Linked DNA regions of Mus musculus: all the other regions are linked to region 1. The links are chromatin contacts, called in public promoter capture Hi-C maps. All regions are on one chromosome and are shown on one strand. Each heading gives the region's core, a stretch centred on a gene start, on an enhancer-like site or on the middle of the called end of the contact. The rest is flanking DNA. Distances are from core to core; before and after follow the strand shown.

What was found. Promoter capture Hi-C pulls out the DNA fragments that hold promoters and counts their contacts.
Region 2: a promoter capture Hi-C map of pre-B cells shows a contact between it and region 1, with 2.5 times the contacts expected there. The contact joins the promoter of Hpse here to the promoter of Rasgef1b in region 1.
Region 3: a promoter capture Hi-C map of pre-B cells shows a contact between it and region 1, with 4 times the contacts expected there. The contact joins the promoter of 5430416N02Rik here to the promoter of Rasgef1b in region 1. A contact is called at or near these places in 3 of 39 promoter capture datasets (hematopoietic stem and progenitor cells, hippocampal neurons and pre-B cells), 4 of 484 Hi-C or Micro-C datasets (CD4 T cells, CD8 T cells and regulatory T cells), 3 of 115 datasets of contacts at active chromatin or transcription factors (embryonic forebrain, large pre-B cells and pancreatic cancer cells) and 1 of 9 other capture datasets (adipose tissue).

Annotation. Positions count from the first base shown.
Region 1 is chr5:99,251,369-99,254,359 of GRCm38.p6, reverse strand. Rasgef1b (RasGEF domain family, member 1B) reads left to right here and starts at 1,433. Exons shown (of 14, transcript NM_181318.4): 1 at 1,433-1,646.
Region 2 is chr5:100,718,139-100,721,129 of GRCm38.p6, reverse strand. It overlaps Hpse (heparanase), which reads left to right and starts at 1,414. Exons shown (of 12, transcript NM_152803.5): 1 at 1,414-1,738. The coding sequence starts at 1,536.
Region 3 is chr5:100,428,093-100,431,083 of GRCm38.p6, reverse strand. 5430416N02Rik (RIKEN cDNA 5430416N02 gene) reads left to right here and starts at 1,549. Exons shown (of 5, transcript NR_034038.1): 1 at 1,549-1,758; 2 at 1,846-1,987.

The DNA.
Region 1 (2,991 bases), core at 184-2,683:
AAGGTAAAACAGTGTCAATATCATAGTGGTATCTGCTTTACATTTTTAGATTCTAAAGTGAACATTTCATCTTTTGCTTAGCAGCAAAGACTTCAGGAAGTAAAAAGGCAGCTGTCTGGGTTGCCTTCTCAGCAGTCTTGAGAGCTCACAGATGTTACAAAGGGCTTTTCTGGTGGCACTACTAAGAAATACTGGTTTAGTTCAGCCCTTTTAGTTTCTTGCTATGTGAGCAGGAAGAGTGTGCTTTGCCCAGTGTCATATGGTCTACTTGTTAATTGACTCAGGATGGAAGTCGGCTCCTTGTGTGGACCCATTCTCCTTCACAGAACAGACACCAGAGATAAACAAAAGGCTCAGGGTTTTTAGAATAAACTGCGGGGCTTAAGGAGAAGCATCTGTAGAATATGCGTAGGATAGTGAAGCAGGAAGTATGAGAGAGACAGGGACCAGCCAAGACCAGCCAAGGAACATGAACGTTAGGTTAAAAGAGGCTCTTTCCATCCCAGAGAGAAGATGCAGGGACCTTAGAGGAGGAACCGTGTTGCTCCATGTTAATAAGGCCAATTACAGTCTATGGGATGGTCCTACAGTGTTTATGTATGAACGGAAGCTTACAAAGCCTGCTTTTCATACTCAGGGTCACAGCTGCAAAGTCTCCAAATCTTGTGCATTTCCCCCCATGGGTAAGGTATCTTTATTTCAACTTCTTCCCTTACCTTTCTATCACGCGTAGGAGAGTATTGAGTTCTTACCTCTATATTTATTTTTTTCTTTTCTAAAATAGTTATCAGGTATTCAATGGCTGATTCAATTAAGTAGCTGTCTACAATGATAAAAACAACCTTCACCGAGGACCAGCCTTACACACTAGAGTATCTTCCTTTCCTTTGCGAAAGTTCTAACACCTGTAATTTTACATGTGGATTGAATAGCAGTTTATTTAGCGTTTGCCCTCCAGGAGCCAGTAAGCTTCTGGGACCAGCCGGTTGCGGCCACCAGTGTGCCCCCAGCGTTTATTACAATACCCAACACTCAGCAAGTGCTTCGTGGTTCCTCTCAGATCTCCTCCGAAAGTTACACGGACAGTAACCTTCAGCTCATAATTATGATAATAGATACTGTACAACGAGTCGAGCCGGTATTTACAGGTAGAGCACACAAGGCAAATGAATACACACTCGGCGACACATGAGTGCACAAACAGCCGCGGGCAGCGACACGAAGGAGGAAACGCGCGCCGGAGTGGGCCCTGCCCAGGCTGCGGAGACCCGCTGCGCCAGCAAGCCAGCCTCTGCAGCGTGGGTGGGTACGGCCGCAGCGTCACGGGAGTCCCTACCCGCGGAACCCTGGCAAGTCCCCGAGCGCCCGCTGCAGGGCGGCGTGGGCGGAGAGCTGCGCCACGATTGGCCAGCGCAGGATGGGCGTGGCCTGCGGCGGGCGGGGGCGTGGCCTGCGGCAGGAGGCGGGCATTTCCCCAGCAAGGGGGTGTGCGCGGCTCGGGCTGGAGTTTCAGTATAAACAAGGACCCCGACTGGATCGGCGGGTTTTCCCTTTCTTCTGGCGTTCGACCCTTCCCGGTCCTGAGCTCGCCTTTTGGGGCGCCTCGGTACGGCAGCCAGGAGGCAGAGGCTCCGAGCTGTGTGCGGGTAGGTGCTCCAGGGGACCCCGCGGCGGGATGGCGGGAGCGGGCTGCGCCGGCGCTGCTCCGGAACGGCGCCGGCTGTCCAGTGCGCCCCGGCGTGGCGGGAGATCCTCGGCTGGCGAGCATTGGCAGAGCCACAGAACTAGGAGTTCTCGCGCCTGCTGCTTCCGTGCCCCGGGCTGCCGCGCTCCCAACAGGTGCGGGGCTGAGCACTGACGACCCGGGGACCCGGGGATCTGGGGACGCTGTGCTGCGCCTCGCCCCGGCCAGGCCTTCTGTTTGGAGATCTTAGATATTGAGGGTTTGTCTGAGTTGGAGTCTCGTTCATCCTTTTTGCTTTCCCTCTCAGCTTCTTGTGCATACCTAGGGTTGTTTCCATGTACTTTTTGGCTAGTTTCCTAGGGTGCTTGAGAGTGTTCAGGCTGTTGTTTATTTTTTGCTGCAGTTTCCTTATAATTTAAGGTCTGACTCCCAGGAACAGTCAGGGAAACAGGACTTGTGTGTTCCCCAGGCTCGTATGCAAACTTGAACAAGTAGCCTGTTTTTTGTTTTGCTTTGTGACCCAGGTGAGTTGCCTTCGGACACTAGCCTGGGTGATAATAACGTGGCCCGGGGTACCTGGTAGCCTCGTGGGCTGAGTGCGTGAGGGAGGCTCCTCTTTATTGGAGAGCCCCGGGAATAACTTCAGCAGCACTGTACTAGAGAAAAGGGCAAACGCGGAAACGGAGGTGTTCTCTCTCGCTCTCTCGCTCTATCGCTCTGTCTCTGTCTCTCTGTCTCTCTCTCTGAGTGTGCGTGTGATTTGACTATTCCTTGCCACCTTACCCCATCCAAATTGGTTCAGTTCAGGCGAAGCACTGTGGCTAAGGCACTGACAGTGCGGCGAGGTGTTCTCTCGCACAGCGTGGTAAAGGGCGCTAGGAGAGCATCTGGGCTGCAGTTTTCTCTTGTGAATGTAAATGTGCCCGTTTGCAGATGGATTCGGGGCGTATGGTGTATATGGATAAATATGCACGCATACTTGTGTATGTATGTTTGGGTGAACGCGTCTCCAAGGAGTCCTTCGTCAGCAGCGCCATGTGACAATGGCCTGGAACTGCTGGTGTGCGTAGAGCTATATTTAGCCCTGACAGTGTCTCACTGGGAGGACGGGTCTTGAGCTGGGAGGATAAAGCGGGGAAGAATCCAGGAATAAGGTTATCGAGCTCTTGACTGATGTCTGGCGCAGTCAGACTCAGATGGTGAATAATGACTCCTCATGAGTGCAGTAGCTGGAGCGTGGCATGTGATGACTGCTTTAATTGGACATAGTTGTGACCAGGGTGGTCAGCCAATGCGAAGAGGATTAA
Region 2 (2,991 bases), core at 165-2,664, 1.5 Mb before region 1:
CATCCTATGGCTATAGCATATCAACTCAATGCAGGTCAAAGCATTAACTAGGCAGGTAATTTTTAAATCACCCAGACAGACAGATGGGTGCAGATTAGATATACATTTCATTAAAAATTCGTTATTATTTATTGCTTTGCTGTTGGTGCAATCTAAACGGAAAAATGTAAGTGTCATTGGCTTACTCAGTAAATATGAATGGATTACCTACTAAAGACCAAGCACAGTACCACGTATGAGCATGCCATGGGTATCCCACAGGCCCCATCTCTGCCATGGGTATCCCACAGGCCCCATCTCTGCTTCGGAGGACTTTTTAAGCCCAGAGATAAGGTGAGCAAGCAATGAGCAACATCACAAGTGTAGACAGTTCTAACATGGAGGATACTGGGAGGATGCTTGCTGTGTGTGCTATGTGAAATGTGTGGTGAGACCTCACACTGGGGAGCCTCAGCTGCCTGGAAGCTCAGGAAAGCTTCCTCAAGGGGACTGCAAAGCAGCAGAGACAGGCTGCCATCTGCTTGGCCTTGTACACCTGAGTTCAGCTAGCGCTGATGCTTGGGCAGATTGGTGTGTGTGAGTGTGTGTGTGTGTGTGTGTGTGTGTGTGTGTAGCATGGTTCAAGCTTCTTTCATGGTAACACACACACACACACACACACACACACACACACAAGCTTCAGCACTTGTTTGCTATCATTATATACCAGTGTAAAATGTCAAGGGAAAACAAAAGTTGCAGCAACCGCAAAAGATGGGTTTGGGGGAGGGGTTGCTCAGGATTCCAAGGGTAGTTGCTTGGGGGCTTCTTGCTGGGTTTTAGCGGTTGGCCAAGCCTCAGAGCAACTCTTAGGCAGGCTCTCCCAAATACTGTTTTCATAATACTGCTTTAAAAACAGGGTCCCCACCACCATCACCACCACCCCCGTGCAAGGACCGATTTCTAGTTGCATTTTAGCCAATGCTCGGATCAGGTTTTTCAAGCGACAAAGAGATACCTGAGATCCTGGGCAGAGGACATCCTAGCTCGGTCAGATTTGGGCAGGCTCAAGTGACCAGTGTCTTAAGGCAGAAGGGAGTCGGGGTAGGGTCTGGCTGAACCCTCAACCGGGGCTTTTAACTCAGGGTCTAGTCCTGGCGCCAAATGGATGGGACCTAGAAAAGGTGACAGAGTGCGCAGGACACCAGGAAGCTGGTCCCACCCCTGCGCGGCTCCCGGGCGCTCCCTCCCCAGGCCTCCGAGGATCTTGGATTCTGGCCACCTCCGCACCCTTTGGATGGGTGTGGATGATTTCAAAAGTGGACGTGACCGCGGCGGAGGGGAAAGCCAGCACGGAAATGAAAGAGAGCGAGGAGGGGAGGGCGGGGAGGGGAGGGCGCTAGGGAGGGACTCCCGGGAGGGGTGGGAGGGATGGAGCGCTGTGGGAGGGTACTGAGTCCTGGCGCCAGAGGCGAAGCAGGACCGGTTGCAGGGGGCTTGAGCCAGCGCGCCGGCTGCCCCAGCTCTCCCGGCAGCGGGCGGTCCAGCCAGGTGGGATGCTGAGGCTGCTGCTGCTGTGGCTCTGGGGGCCGCTCGGTGCCCTGGCCCAGGGCGCCCCCGCGGGGACCGCGCCGACCGACGACGTGGTAGACTTGGAGTTTTACACCAAGCGGCCGCTCCGAAGCGTGAGTCCCTCGTTCCTGTCCATCACCATCGACGCCAGCCTGGCCACCGACCCGCGCTTCCTCACCTTCCTGGGGTAAGTGCAGCCCCTAGGTTCTGTCCCTTCGTCTGTCCTCGGCTCCCCCTCGCCTGTCCAATCACACTCGCGAGGGCCAGCCACTCTCTTCGCTCAAACAACTTTGTGTTTGCTCTCTGGAGCCTCCCTCCTGTGTGCACTCACCCCTCAAAAGACTTTTCCTGATTCATTTACTCAGCGCTTGTTGCCTGGGCACCAGCCAGGTCCAGGTATGAAGTGGAAATTTGGAGGAAAACAAAAACAAAACAAACGAAGCTGTCATAAACCTTAGCACTTTGTCTGGAGCCTTTGAATTTTGCTTCAGTGTAAGACCAGTAAGCTGGTGTCCCTTAAACTCTGTTAGGAAGTTTTGATTTAAAAGAGGAAGAAAGAAAAGATAGGAAAAGCCTCTATGGAGAAGAACCATTATTCATCTTGCTGCCTTTTAAGCATTTAAACATTACTGGGCTGGGTGTGATACAGTTAATGGACTGTGTACCTCGCATGCAAGAAGACCTGCATCCATCCCCAGAGCTGTGTAATCCCTGGCATGGGCACACACTTGCAGACTGGCACTTGGGAAGTAGGTGTAGGAGGATCAGGAGTTAACGGCGATCTTTAGCAACGTAGCAAGTTTGAGGGTAGACTGGACTGAATAGGAGTGGAGGGAGGAGAGAGAGAGATGGAGAAAGGAGCCGGAGACTGACTGACTGACTGACTGGGAAAATGATAGAGGTCAGTGGGACAGACAGGAGAGAATATGACCAAAAATACACTTTATACACATTTGAAGATGTCGTGACGAAACCCCATTATTATGTATAATTAATATATGCTAATAAAAACACCATAGAGGCACGATTCTCCAAGATGAGGGTGCAGAGCGGAGGCTGCCTCATCAACTGCAGGAACCACATCTCTGGCCCCTGTTCCGTGAGTGCAGACTGTCCCCAAGATGAAAGGCTCAGGCACAGTCATAGGCCTTCTAAACTTGGGAGCCTCCAGAGATGACCACGTCCTTTGTTGTTTTTGACATTGTGTAACCACTATTGAAGGCTGACCTTGAACTTTTGATCTCCCTGCCTCTTGAGGGCCACCACACTCAGCTGACTACATCTTCACCAGCCCATTCTGTCACCATTGTCAAAGGCCTAGACTTCGATCGCATGTCCAAGCCCACACTATCTGGCATCACTGCAGATCTCACACAGATTCATCCCCATGGCTAAGGGTCTGGTAGTCCAACTACCCTGTTTTCTCCAATCTGACTCATT
Region 3 (2,991 bases), core at 300-2,799, 1.2 Mb before region 1:
TCCCCCTTCCCAAAGCTACTCCAAGTGGGCCTGTCAGTCACCTGAGGAGAAACAAAAAACCCACAAAACACACACACACACACAACAACCCATCAAAACCAAACCAACTGTTTGTTCTAGAGACATTTGAGTTTTAAACCCTTTCTAAGGATATAGGCTGGCACCATGAATCTCCTTGGCCTGTGTCTATTTTTGCCCCTTGTTTTTAATTTATGTGTATGAGTACACCACTGCTCTCTTCATACACACAAGAGGACATCAGATCCCATTATAGATGGTTGTGAGCCACCATGTGGTTGCTGGGAATTAAACTCAGGAGCTCTGGAAGAACAGTTGGTGCTCTTAACCGCTGAGCCATCTCTCCAGCCCCATTCTTGCTCCTTGTGAGCAGGCTTTTATGCCAACAGTCTTTTTGGCCATTGTTTCTCTCTCCTTTGGGTTCCTTCACTTTCCAGTACTAAAGCCCATTTATCTTCAACAGTGCTCTCTTGTGTGCCTCATCTGAATTATTTCATTGACAATCACAAGAAATGAAGAGCTCAGGTGAGTTCAGATGGAGAGCCAAACAAAGGTCTAGAAGTTGCAGGTCCAGAGCCAAATTATCTTGTGCTATCTTTAGGAAGAGCCAAGAACGATATTCATCCAAAGCAGCACACAGCTCTGGTCTAACACACATCTCCCGACTAGTACGGAGAAGCTTGGGATTTTCAGGGGGTTGGGGGTGGCGAATGAAAACTGATTCAAGAAGGAAAAGCTAACGTTTGGCACTTAGGATGGTACTCGAATCACGTGTGAATTTATTGTTATTCAACAAACCCTTGACATTGTAAGAAAATGCGACCACGTCTCACGCGTAGTGCAGGGCTGGGTCTGCGAAGGCTGATGCACCAAGATCCCAAGTGTGAGGCCAGCTTGAACTACACGTGTTTTCTCGGGTCAGGCTGATATAAAAGGAAGAGAGCACCCCACAAACCAACCAAAAAGGTTCTCCTTGGGAGCTAGTGTTTAAGTAGGGATTGATTTCGCCTACTTTTCTCCTCAGTATGCCTTCAGCATGGTATGACTGACTCTCACCAACACCTCAGAAAGGCTGAGATGACTGGTGCTCACCAAGTCAGACGCCCAATAAACGGCAAAAAGAAAGCATTCTGAGTAACGTCCCTCAAGCCGGAAGGCAAATGCGGAGCACCAGCCAGGTCCGGTTGCACATGTCTGGCGACGCTAGCCGATGTGCCGCCGCCCCACCTTTGCAGTCCCATAGCAGTGCCTGGGCTCGGCGGCTGCGATCGCCCACACAGCCGGAGGACAGGTCGAGACACTCCACTAGCAGTCCCCAAGGCTGCGGTCCCCTGGACAGCAACTTCCGGCTATCCTACTCTGTCGAAGTCCCTTTTCTGGGCTCCCGCGAGAGCTCGAGTCGCGGTAAACTCTGTTCCGCATGAGGACTGGGCGGCTTGACCGGAAGGGCGGGCTTTGGACATGTAGCCAATCACATACCATGCTATGTCGAAGCAGCCAATCGGAGAGGCCTGGCGCCTTTAAGGGCCTCCGTGGGCACGTTCTCGCTTCCATTCGGTCCTCCTTTTGTTAACGCTCTGGCATCATGTCTACGCCAGCTCCCGCGCAATCCGGCGCCATCGCGCTTTGGGCGAGCATGGCCATGGGGAGTAGAGAGGTGGAAACCGAGCTGACGCCTGCCTGACCCTGGCGATGGTGGCGCGCGCCGGGAAGGACTGATTGGAGAATGGCGCCAAATGGGTAGGAACAGGTCGTGATGTCCGCCGAATGTTGTGTAGCAGGCGGGACAAAAGAGCGATCTCAGGCCTCATCTCGTCTCTTTTGTAGGTCACGGATGGCGAGGGGGCACAGGAGCTCTCGATGTGACCTGGCGCTGTGGATGTGATGCACAGCAGCTTGAGTGGGACTGCTCCGCTGTCCTCATGAGAGAACGCTTTTTCTGAAGATGGGAGGTGGCTAATGAAAGAAGGTGAGGTCTCTCGGGCCCTTGCTGTCTCCAGTGCGATGGGAACTGCACGGGTACGGAAACTTAGGGCCCACAGAACTTTGTTTGAGTTTGGGAATAGGGCATCGAGGGTGGATAGCTTTCAGGACTAGGCGATTTTATTGGAGCCCAGTGATTAAAACCTTTGACTTCTTTGTATCCTTCAAATGATACAAAATTCAATTCCAACAAGTTTTTTTTACCTCCTATTTTACTGAGAATTGAAGTCATCAAGGAATTAATTTATTCATGTTTTTCCATTATATATGCTTTTATCTTATTTGGATGAAATCAACATTTTGCTGGGTTTTTCCTTTTATTTTTATTTTTTTAAATAAAACGCAGCCCATGAACTTCTGGGGAATCGGGTGCTATGGTACAAGTGTTTGCTTGACTGTCAAGAATACAAGGCTGTGTGTTTATCCTTAGGTGAGGTTTTTCACAATTGGCAGTGAGTTAAGTGAAGTTCAGTCTGGTCTCATGTAATCAGCTCTCAGCACATCGGGGTTTTTATCTTGCAGTGCTGGGACTCAAGCCCAGGATTTGTGCATGATTTCAGTCACTGCATCACCAACCTACGCTTGCCTTTAGAACAGATACAATTTTATCTTACTGAGCTGGGCTTGTCTCCTAGAGTCCGTTTTCAACCTGGGGGTGATCTTTCTGAATGGGTCTCCCATGAAGCTGGGAGTAAAGGTTCAGGCCAGTTTTAGAGTAGAGGTCTAACCCCACCCTGTAAAAACATTCATTTTGTTTTTTTAGACAGGTCTCATGTAACCCGGGCTAGATTAGACTTGCTGTGTAGCTTGGCATGACTGTTCTATTGATCATCTTGCCTCCACCTCCCCAGTGGTGTGTGTTCCTGCCAAGCCCAGTTAATGTGCTGAAGGTTGAACCTTAGGGCTCTGGGAACACTAGGCTTTACCAGCTGCACCCTATCTCTTCTCCAAAGAAACTCCATTCACATTAGCTGTCCCTTTGTCCCCCAG